Linked DNA regions of Mus musculus: region 2 is linked to region 1. A link is a contact called in public HiChIP or PLAC-seq data. All regions are on one chromosome and are shown on one strand. Each heading gives the region's core, a stretch centred on a gene start, on an enhancer-like site or on the middle of the called end of the contact. The rest is flanking DNA. Distances are from core to core; before and after follow the strand shown.

Region 1 (4,442 bases), core at 725-3,224:
ACCAGAGAGAAAAACAAAACAAAACAAAACAAAACAAGACCCCAAACAACAATAACAATAACAACAACAAAACAACCCATAAGGGACTTACCACTGGAATCCATACATTGTACTGTAAATAGATACAAATGATTGTGATTAGACAGAAAGAAGGCAAACTGTTTTCCAAAGGAGTGTGCAGATAGCAGCCTTTCTAGGCGGCACTGACTCCAACAGTAAGCATCAATCGTCCCCATGACACCCAGCCTTTCTGTAGACTTAGCTAGAAGCAGGGGCTGCCTCCTCATTCTTGCTTTTTGTGTAGGTACTACAGGTGAGATCCTTAGGGGTAGCCTTTCCTTGCCTTCTTCCACCCCCATCCTATCAGGCACATGTGCATCTCTTCGCCAGCCCCCTTTTATATCTGTGCCTACCCTTTAAGCTTTCCCCCATCCGCTTCACCATTTTGTTTGCCTTGGAAACTCTCCCAATGTTTGACATATCCTTACAATCGTAAGTATATGATTGCATGCTGCTTAATGCTAATTTTAAGGCCGTGGGATCCCCATTTTCTAAAATATGACTAGTCTTTAAGGAGGATGGTAATGATACAAGGAAAAGCCAGGCCAACGAGCAGAATTTGTGAACAGTTGGAAGCCAAAGTCTTAGTCAGAGAAAGTCACTAATAATGAACCAGGGCATTTTCACTCACCAATAGGTCCAGGAGTTTGCACTGAAAAGAAATTAGAATTGACATTAGTTTGAATGTTTTTGCTGAAGAGTTTTGTGTGTGTGTGTGCATTTTATTGGGGGGGCGGTGCAGAGCATGGGTGCAGGGACAGTGTTGAGATTGTGGAGAGCTAGGTCAGTCTGCAAACTATGAACAAAAGCACAGGCAACACTCACTGTGGGGCTGCTGTGGGCATAGGGAACAGTAGAGAAAGACAGAACCGTGCTTCCCCCTCTGCCAGCTTATATGAGGAACTGGCATTGAGTCAGATTTTTTTTTGAGTCACTGCCTACTATGTCCCAGGGGCATAAAGGTGTAGTAGGTGAGGGCCCTGTTCATCCCTCTCCCAGCTTCTAGCTATTTGGAGGCTAATGGTTGGGTCTGCTGTCTGAGTTTGATTAGCTTCAGAGTCTGAACAGTGAGTGAGCGGAGCCTTCTGCTTTTAATGAAGAGTTGGCTTTCAGTTGATGCTGCTTCGGCAATCTGAAGACTGGAAACCCATCACCTCGTTCTCAGTGTTGCTTATGTAGGAAGGAGCCTTGGTGGGTAGCATATATCCAGAATGGATAACTACAGACACCTGCTCAGAAGCTGTGGCCATGCCTCTTGTGGGATTTCTGTAGATTTGTGTACTCAGGGCCTCGAGGATCTGTGGGGGGAATTTTCCAGGACAGCGAAGCTTCTGTTTTGTTGGTTGGACCATGGAAGGGAATATTCTGAGGTGGCTTTTGAGCTTTGCAGAGTCCACAGTGAGGACAACTCTCAGGAAGGGGTTTGGCTGCTGCTGTCCTGCTGGCTGGCAGCTTTCTCCTGCTGAGGACACACTGAGTAGGCTGTATCAGACGGCTACCATAATCCTGTGAATTCAGAGTCAGGTCAAGACCCCCCCACTTTTCCCACTGTCTCAAGCCATGGTGCTTATGATGGAAAATGTCTGTGACTGACCCATCTGAACATGGCTTTCCAGATCCCCTGGGCTCTGAGCAGTTAGACAAGCTAGAATTTGGAGTATTTTGCAACATAATTTAGCAGTTCTGTGTGTGTATGTATGTGTGCATGTATGTGTGCATGTATGTGTGGCTTACAGGTTCAGAGTTTCAGTTCACGGTCATCATGGTGAGAAGCTTGGCATCATCAAGGCAAGCATGGCTCTGGAGGAGCTGGGAGTTCTACTTCTTGTTCCAAAGACAAACAACAGAAGACTGTCTTCCAGGCAGCTGGGAGGAGGGTCTCAAAGTCCATCTCCACAGTGACACACTTCCTCCAGCAAGGCCACACGCCTCCTAACAGTGCCACTCCCTGGGCCATGCATATTCAAACTGCTATAGCAAGTGTGTGTGTGTGTGTGTGTGTGTGTGTGTATGTGTATGTTGTGCGTGCGCGCGCACACACACACACACACACACGCACACACAAGCACATGTGAGTGTATGCCCTTGTTCTTGTGGTAGAGCTTTAGAATATCTGCTAAGTTAATGCCAGCCAGCCACATGACCTTCACATGGGTACAAGATACTCTGTTTCCTCCATTTTCCTTCGTCTCCATCTTTGTACCGCCGTGTGTGCCTGTTCTATTCTTCCTGTTCTCAGCCGTGTCTGATCTCCCACCTGCTGTCTCCCTCACTCTTCTTCCCATTTCTCTTCTGTTTGTCCAGCTTTGCTTTTCTTTCTCTCTTTAGCTGCCATCTTCCTTCTCTTTTACTTTGTGGTTGCTTTTAAGCTTTCTCTTCTGTTAGGCCTGTTCTTTCTCCAGTTCAGCATGTTCTGTAACCTGCTTGTGACGCCCAGCAACGGTAGCAGAAGGACTAAGAGTCTTCTTTATTAAGGTCAGCTGTGAGGCCTACCTATGTTATCTTCACCACAGTCAGCATTTTGAGGTCCAGGGAAATAATGTAAACGGCAAAGAGATGTTACAGAGTTAGCCATCCATGGCGTGGTCGTGAAATTCAAAACAAAGCTTAATTTTTGTTCGTAAGACTATAAAATGGTGAGCAAAAAAAAAAAGTTTATGTGTGTCTAGGACTCAATTCATAAAGCTATAAGATGAGCAACTTTTTCTTGGCACCCAGACACTCCTTATAGTGTTTCTGTGGAAAAATGTAAATCAGGGAAGTCACAGTTGCCATGGAAGTTGGCGACAATAGAAGCTGACTGTCCTGGAGAAAAGTCATCTGAGAACTTGGAAGTCAAAAGAAGTTTGATGTTTCCATCACTTACAGGATGAACAAAATTCGTGGAAGCCATGAGGGTTTCGGGGCTCTATTGAAAGTCTTTGTTGTGTGCTGGCTCCGTAGGGCTGGATAAGGACTAGTGGGTCAGGAAGAGGCAGCCCATAGGCTGATTTTTTTCACTTTGGGTTCCACTGCCATAGTTAATATCCTTTTACTGTGGAGCCTGGTTTACTGCTACCCTGGGGAGCTCTGGAAAACGATGATCAAGCAGTGGGAGTGCTCTGTCTTTGGGTCTATGGGTACAGATGATTGGCATGAAAACGAACAGCTACCCTAAGTCTCTTGAGGGTCAAGAGGTGCAACGGAGACGCAGGTGACTTACGGAAGGTTTTTTGAGTCAGTTCTGGAAAGAAACAGAACAGAAGTTAGCAGGTGTCCTGAGCTCTGACTGCCCTCATCTATGTGCCTCCTCAGCTGGGGTCTGAACTTCGAGCCTAATGGAGGCTATAGCAAGCTCGTTCCCTTGCTATGAGTGCTCGAACAAGCTCAGGCAGGGAAAAGACCTTTGCCCAACAGTCCCCCTGGGATGTGGGTGCCCAAGGTTTAACTTAAACCCTTGCAAAGGACTAGACAAACCCTCCCTGCTGGAACTCTTTTCCCCTCCCACTGTCCTCCCTCACACTCTTGTGTGGCATGATGTTGGTGAGCCCCTTGTTGGTTCTATGGGGGTTCTGTCTCTGCTTTGTCAGTATTCACAACCCAGAGGTGACCCACTGACATGCCAGGGGGAGGAGAAACAAAAAGGCGAAGAAAATGACACAATGAGACCTTTGAGACTCCACCATGAAGAGCAGGAGAATACCTGTTAGTTGTCACAGAAAAAGCATGAGCTCTACAGTTTAGAAGGGACAATAAACTTACTGATAGGTCCTGTAGCTCCGGCTAGAGAGATGGGGAGAGAGATCATTATGCTTAATTGATGTGAAGGTAATACCTAATAACTGAATACCCATCTTTCAACATTGTGCATGGAAATGCTAGGAAAACCCAGGGTGGCTTGTATTGCTAGTCATAGGCAGCCCTCCAATTGCACAACACTGGGAACATGTAAGACTGGAGGCTTCTTTTCATTCTGTGATGAATTGCCTTAGACAATCAAGAAAGACGATGTGGGGTTTGTAATGCATATATTTCTCTTCTTGTGTTTCCTTAGAGACTTATGGTTTGAGAAATATAATTTCCTTTTCTGAGGGGTGACTATACTGCCCCCTAGTGTTCTTTTATTAAGTCAGCTTGTGGGATAGGTCACTGCATGGCATGCATGGCCTCTTTGCAAACTGTAAGGAGGTATGTCCACTCACACCTCTGCAGGTTTGCTATGCACAGGGCTAGAGTGGAGGACAAATACTCACGAATAGGTGCCGAGAACTGCACTGTAATGGGAACAAGAGTGTATCAATGTGGTTGACAGTTGCAGAATCTGCATGCCACCAATATTCACCAAAGAAATCACAAAGCAACTCAATGGGGGTGAGGGTGGGGTAGCGCTAATACAAAGATGG
Region 2 (4,442 bases), core at 1,243-3,742, 34 kb before region 1:
GTTATGGTGATGGTTGGTGTTAGGGTTGTTAGGATTTGTGTTAGGGTTAGCGTTAGGGGTAGAGTTCTTTGGGTTCAGGTTATGGTTATGGTTAGGATCATTACGGTTTGGGTTATTGATATGATTAGTGTACACAGTTTAGGTCCTTTTGTTTTGTTTTGTTTTGTTTTTGTTTTTGTAGTTGTTGTTGTTGTTTTTTTTTTTTTTGTGACAGGGTTTCTTTGTGTAGCCCTGGCTGTTCTTGAACTCTCTCTGTAGACCAGGCTGTCCTCGAACTCAGAAACCCGCCTGCCTCTGCCTCTGGACAGCTGGGTAAAGGCATGTGCTGCCACTGCCCGGCCCCAAGGTCATGTTTTTATACAAGCAATCATCTCTGGCTTCTTTATTAATTCCTATCGTCACTACAGCTGGCTTGACTTTGATGCCCCGTGTGAAGACACAATGCACATCCCATCCAGGTCTTCTCAGCGTCTTCTAAGGCTCTCTGACCTGCTCCTGGTCATTGCCTTCACCTGTCATCCCCTTTGGAAGCCATAGGCTGGGGACTCTGGAGGAGATAAAGTTTGTTTACATCCAGGCACCTGGAGTCCAAGGTCCCTGGCAGGTTCCTGCTTAATCTGTGATCTGGGTGCTGGGTTTGGGCTGGGCTGCACACAGGGCAGGGATTTTGGCAGAAACTACGTGTTTCAGGAAGACATACCTTCCCCTCATCTTAGTAGTTACTGGAGCTAGATCTAAGCTCATGACACCATCTCTGTTTGGAGATGTGACAGGAGTTGATATAACTCTGTTGTGTGCAGACATGAGCTGCTCCTGATGCTTAAAATGGATTCAATAAAGTTGTGTTGTCTTTTTTGTATCATCTTTTAGCATTCCATAAAGTGTAGGTCTGAGAAGTCCCTCCATTGGACAGGGTGTGTAGTGGTGGGATAGGGGTGTGGTTGGGGTGGTGAGGTGAACCTTCACCTCTTCCTGACAGAACATCACATTCAGAAGGAACATACGCCCAGGTCACATTACTGTAGCTTTCAGTTTCCGTGGCTGAAACTCTAATTGCTCTGTGGCTCAAAGGGCACTGCTTGAATAGGCAGTGACTCTGTTCCTGTTCCTGCCATCTTCTCTGCTGCTGTCTCTCTTGTCCTCATGGTGGACACTGTGCCTGCCCTGTCTCCACAGCTGCTGTCTCTGTAGTCATCGTGGTCTCTGGAGAGGCTGTGACAACTTGAGTCAGGCTGCACTTCTTGTCTGCTGCCCTAGAAACCATGATCCTGGACCTGAGGCAACCCAAGGCTGGCACTGAGGCGAGCAGAGCTTAGAGCTGTGAGAACCTCTTGGAGAGGGGATGAAGTGTGAGAAGAGGATTTGGGGTCTGCTGGGTCCCCTTGGCCCTGAGCTTCTCCTGATGAAGTCACAGCCTTTCAAAGCTGGGGGCAAAGAAAAGCAGGTAGGTGGGCACTAAAGGCAGCTGGGGCCTGCAGAAGGAGCAGAAAGGAGGTTATGCTGAGTGAGTTTCAGCAGGTCACCTCCCTGGTGTCTGAGCCTGAAGGCAGCTCAGAACTCCCTATATTTGTCCTTCTCAGGCCTTTGGCTCCCCCCCCCCCCCCCGTGGTTTGGGAAGAAAAGTGTTTTCTCCTTCTCTCTCTCTTCCCCCCCCCCCCCCCCACTCTCTTTGGCCTGGTAACTCAGGCCTGCCCTGAGCCCTCCCCTGCCCAACACCCAACTGCCCCAGTCAGCCTGCCTGCTCTGGCCTCTCTCCTGTTCTTTTCAATTGTGTGTACACTCAGCTTGGTCATTATCAACAGAGACTATGAGAGTAAACCTGTGCTGTGGGGCATGTGTGTGTGGCACCTGCTGAGTCTGGGTGTAACCTGGAACCATGGCGGGGCTGGTCTGGGACAGAAGCATACACAATCTCCAAAGCCAATAGCTAGGATAAGGCATTTGTGATGGGCCTGTCAGCATTCTTGGAGAACTGTGTGTCTCTGAAGATGCTGGTAAGGGGCTGGTCACAGTTGTGGAGCCATAGAATATCGGGTCCATTCTATTCCCAAGGAAGAGTCATAGGCTCCATGTCTTGGGGTCACAGGCACTTTGTGCATAACAGGGAGTTGTTGTCATGGTGTCTACACTGGCTTCTCCTCAAGGCTCTGAGAAAGGAAGGGCCTATAATTCGGAGTAGAGTTTGGCTGCCCCTGAGCTGGGGCTGAGGTGGGAAGGAAAGGAATAGCTTCCACGAAATGACTTGTGTGTCCCTAGCTGCCCAGTCTGCCCAGGGTTGAGAGGAGTCCAGGCCGGGCTGTTTGTCAGAGTTGGGTTGTGTGGAGCCTTCACCCTGTGAGCACTGATGTGTTTCAGTCCTGTGGGCTGATCTCCTGCCCTGAGCAATGCTGGCTCTGATGAGGGGTCCAAGATCTGGGTGGATCTGGCCTCTTACCTCCTGCCGCAGGGTGTTGATCTGCCTCTCCTGTTTTTCTCTTCAGTTCTGCTGGACATGGAAAATCACCGCAAGCCCTCTCTGCTCTTCCATGTCCCCTGTCTGTTTGTCCTTACACAGCTGCTTAGCTGGGTGACCACACGTGAGTCTGTCCTGGTCTGTCTTCCCATGTCTCCCTGCAGTGGGTTTGAGCTGCCAGGTTCTCTGTAGGTCAGATGTACAGGAGACCCATAGAAATCTGGCATACAAGATTTCATCTTTCCATTTACATTGTGTGACTAATAAAAATATCAGGTGACAATGTGTGCATCAGCCTTTGAGAGGCTGACACTGGAATATTGTAAGTCCTTGGCTAGCCTGAGCTCCATAACCAGACCCTACCTGGGGATCATAGTTGGGATAGCCTTGGACAGACAGTGTGCCTGGGGTGTGAGGAGCTGCAGAGGCCAGTGCTGCAATTACTCAGGGAGAGAGATGCAGGAGCTGTGTTGGGGAGGACTGAGTTGGGAGCAGGCCTGGGGGCTTGGTGATCCCTGGTGGGAAAAGCAGAGTCAGGACTGAGCCTTGAGCAGAGCAGAGACAGGATTTGACTCCATGTTAGGGTCATAGACGTGGGGTTGGGTGACAGCAGACAGGTGTCCTGGTCTCTCCAGTGGCAGCAGTGTGCTAGACACAAGTGGAGCAGTGCAGAGTGACAAGGAGCTCTTAGGGCCACAGTGCCTGTGTCAAAGTCCTCCAGTTTAGAGGGCCAAGGGTTCCCAGTGTGAGGCAGTCAATCTTCCTTCTTTATCAAAAAGTTATCGGGCACCTGGAATCAGGTGGCTTTTTTCAGAGAAGTATACTTTGGCTGTGTATGCTTTATTTAATGTGTTTGGGCATTTCCGCTGAATGTATGTCTGTGTAACATACACCTGTATTCTTTATGGCCACAGAATCCAGAAGGGAGTTATAAGTAGTCATGATCCATCCTGTAGGTGCTGGGAATTGAACCTGTATCCTCTAGAGGAATCTCCTGTATCTTAGTTGTTCTGCCATCTCTTCAGCCTCAGCTCTCTGTTTTAATATTCACATTATTCAGTGGATGAAGAAATTGGCTGATAACAGGATTAGGATTGGGTGTTGGAACTTCCCTGGGTCTTGTATGAGATCAGCCAGTTACACCCGTGTCTCCCAAGGTGTGGCCATATACTTGATTGTGTGAGCATCTGTAGTGATCTTTATAAATTTATGATCTTGAACCCACCCAAACATACTGAGGCTAGAGCTCTCAGTGAAGAGTCAGTTCCCTGAAATGCTCTGGTGACCAGGTACATGAAGGCTGGAGAAAGAATACACAAGGGATTCCTTCATGGAAGGGTCTGTGGTCAGGGACACAGGCAGAAGTGTGTTTTTGTTGTTGTTGTTGTTGTTTAGCTTTTGTTTTGTTTTGTTTTGTTTTACATCATTTATGGGGTGCACTGCTATGTCCAAAGGTTACTTGTACATTAGTGAATTAGTTTGTCATGCATGCCTAGTGCACAGTGCATAGAGCAACTCCATCTATCCCTTGCTTTCTGCTGGGATGATATTCCCCTTTAGAGTGTGTTCTCTGCATCCTCCTGTGTCTTTCCAGCCTCTCACTGCTACATCTGTGTCCACAGAGGAGTTCCGGGTCTTTGGTCCCTCAGACCCCATTGTGGCTGCACCAGGTGGGGAAGCCATCCTTCCCTGCTCCGTGTTTCCAGCCATGAATGTGGAGAACATGGAAGAGTTGAGGTGGTTCCGCAGCAGATTCTCAGAAGCAGTACTTTTCTATCGGGACCAAGAGGAGCAGAAGGAAGGGCAGATGCCTGGGTATTCACAGCGCACCTTGCTGGTGAAGGACCAGTTCCATCAAGGCACAGCTGCTGTGAGGATCCTAAATGTCCAGGCATCAGATAGTGGGATATACATCTGCCACTTCCAGCAAGGAGTGTTCTATGATGAGGCCATCTTGGAACTGAAGGTGGCAGGTTGGTTAACTGATCCC

Evidence for each region. HiChIP or PLAC-seq counts read pairs in DNA pulled down with a chosen protein or histone mark.
Region 2: an H3K4me3 HiChIP or PLAC-seq map of intestinal crypt epithelium shows a contact between it and region 1, with 5 read pairs. The contact joins the promoter of Btnl4 here to the enhancer-like site in region 1. A contact is called at or near these places in 1 of 39 promoter capture datasets (macrophages), 3 of 484 Hi-C or Micro-C datasets (bone marrow-derived macrophages, granulosa cells and nephron progenitors), 3 of 115 datasets of contacts at active chromatin or transcription factors (CD8 T cells, intestinal crypt epithelium and intestinal villus epithelium) and 2 of 9 other capture datasets (adipose tissue and pancreatic islet).

Annotation. Positions count from the first base shown.
Region 1 is chr17:34,439,708-34,444,149 of GRCm38.p6, reverse strand. BC051142 (cDNA sequence BC051142) reads right to left here. Exons shown (of 20, transcript NM_001001177.2): 7 at 3,263-3,283; 8 at 692-712; 9 at 92-112. Among named protein-coding and RNA genes, the nearest start is that of Btnl4, 34 kb to the left of the region's middle. Within about 2 kb of position 1,974, at least 12 of the 459 cell types and tissues checked have an H3K27ac peak or open chromatin away from gene starts, as enhancers often do. A contact at or near this core is called in bone marrow-derived macrophages and intestinal crypt epithelium, where this site is marked.
Region 2 is chr17:34,473,987-34,478,428 of GRCm38.p6, reverse strand. It overlaps Btnl4 (butyrophilin-like 4), which reads left to right and starts at 2,492. Exons shown (of 9, transcript NM_030746.1): 1 at 2,492-2,576; 2 at 4,075-4,425. The coding sequence starts at 2,492.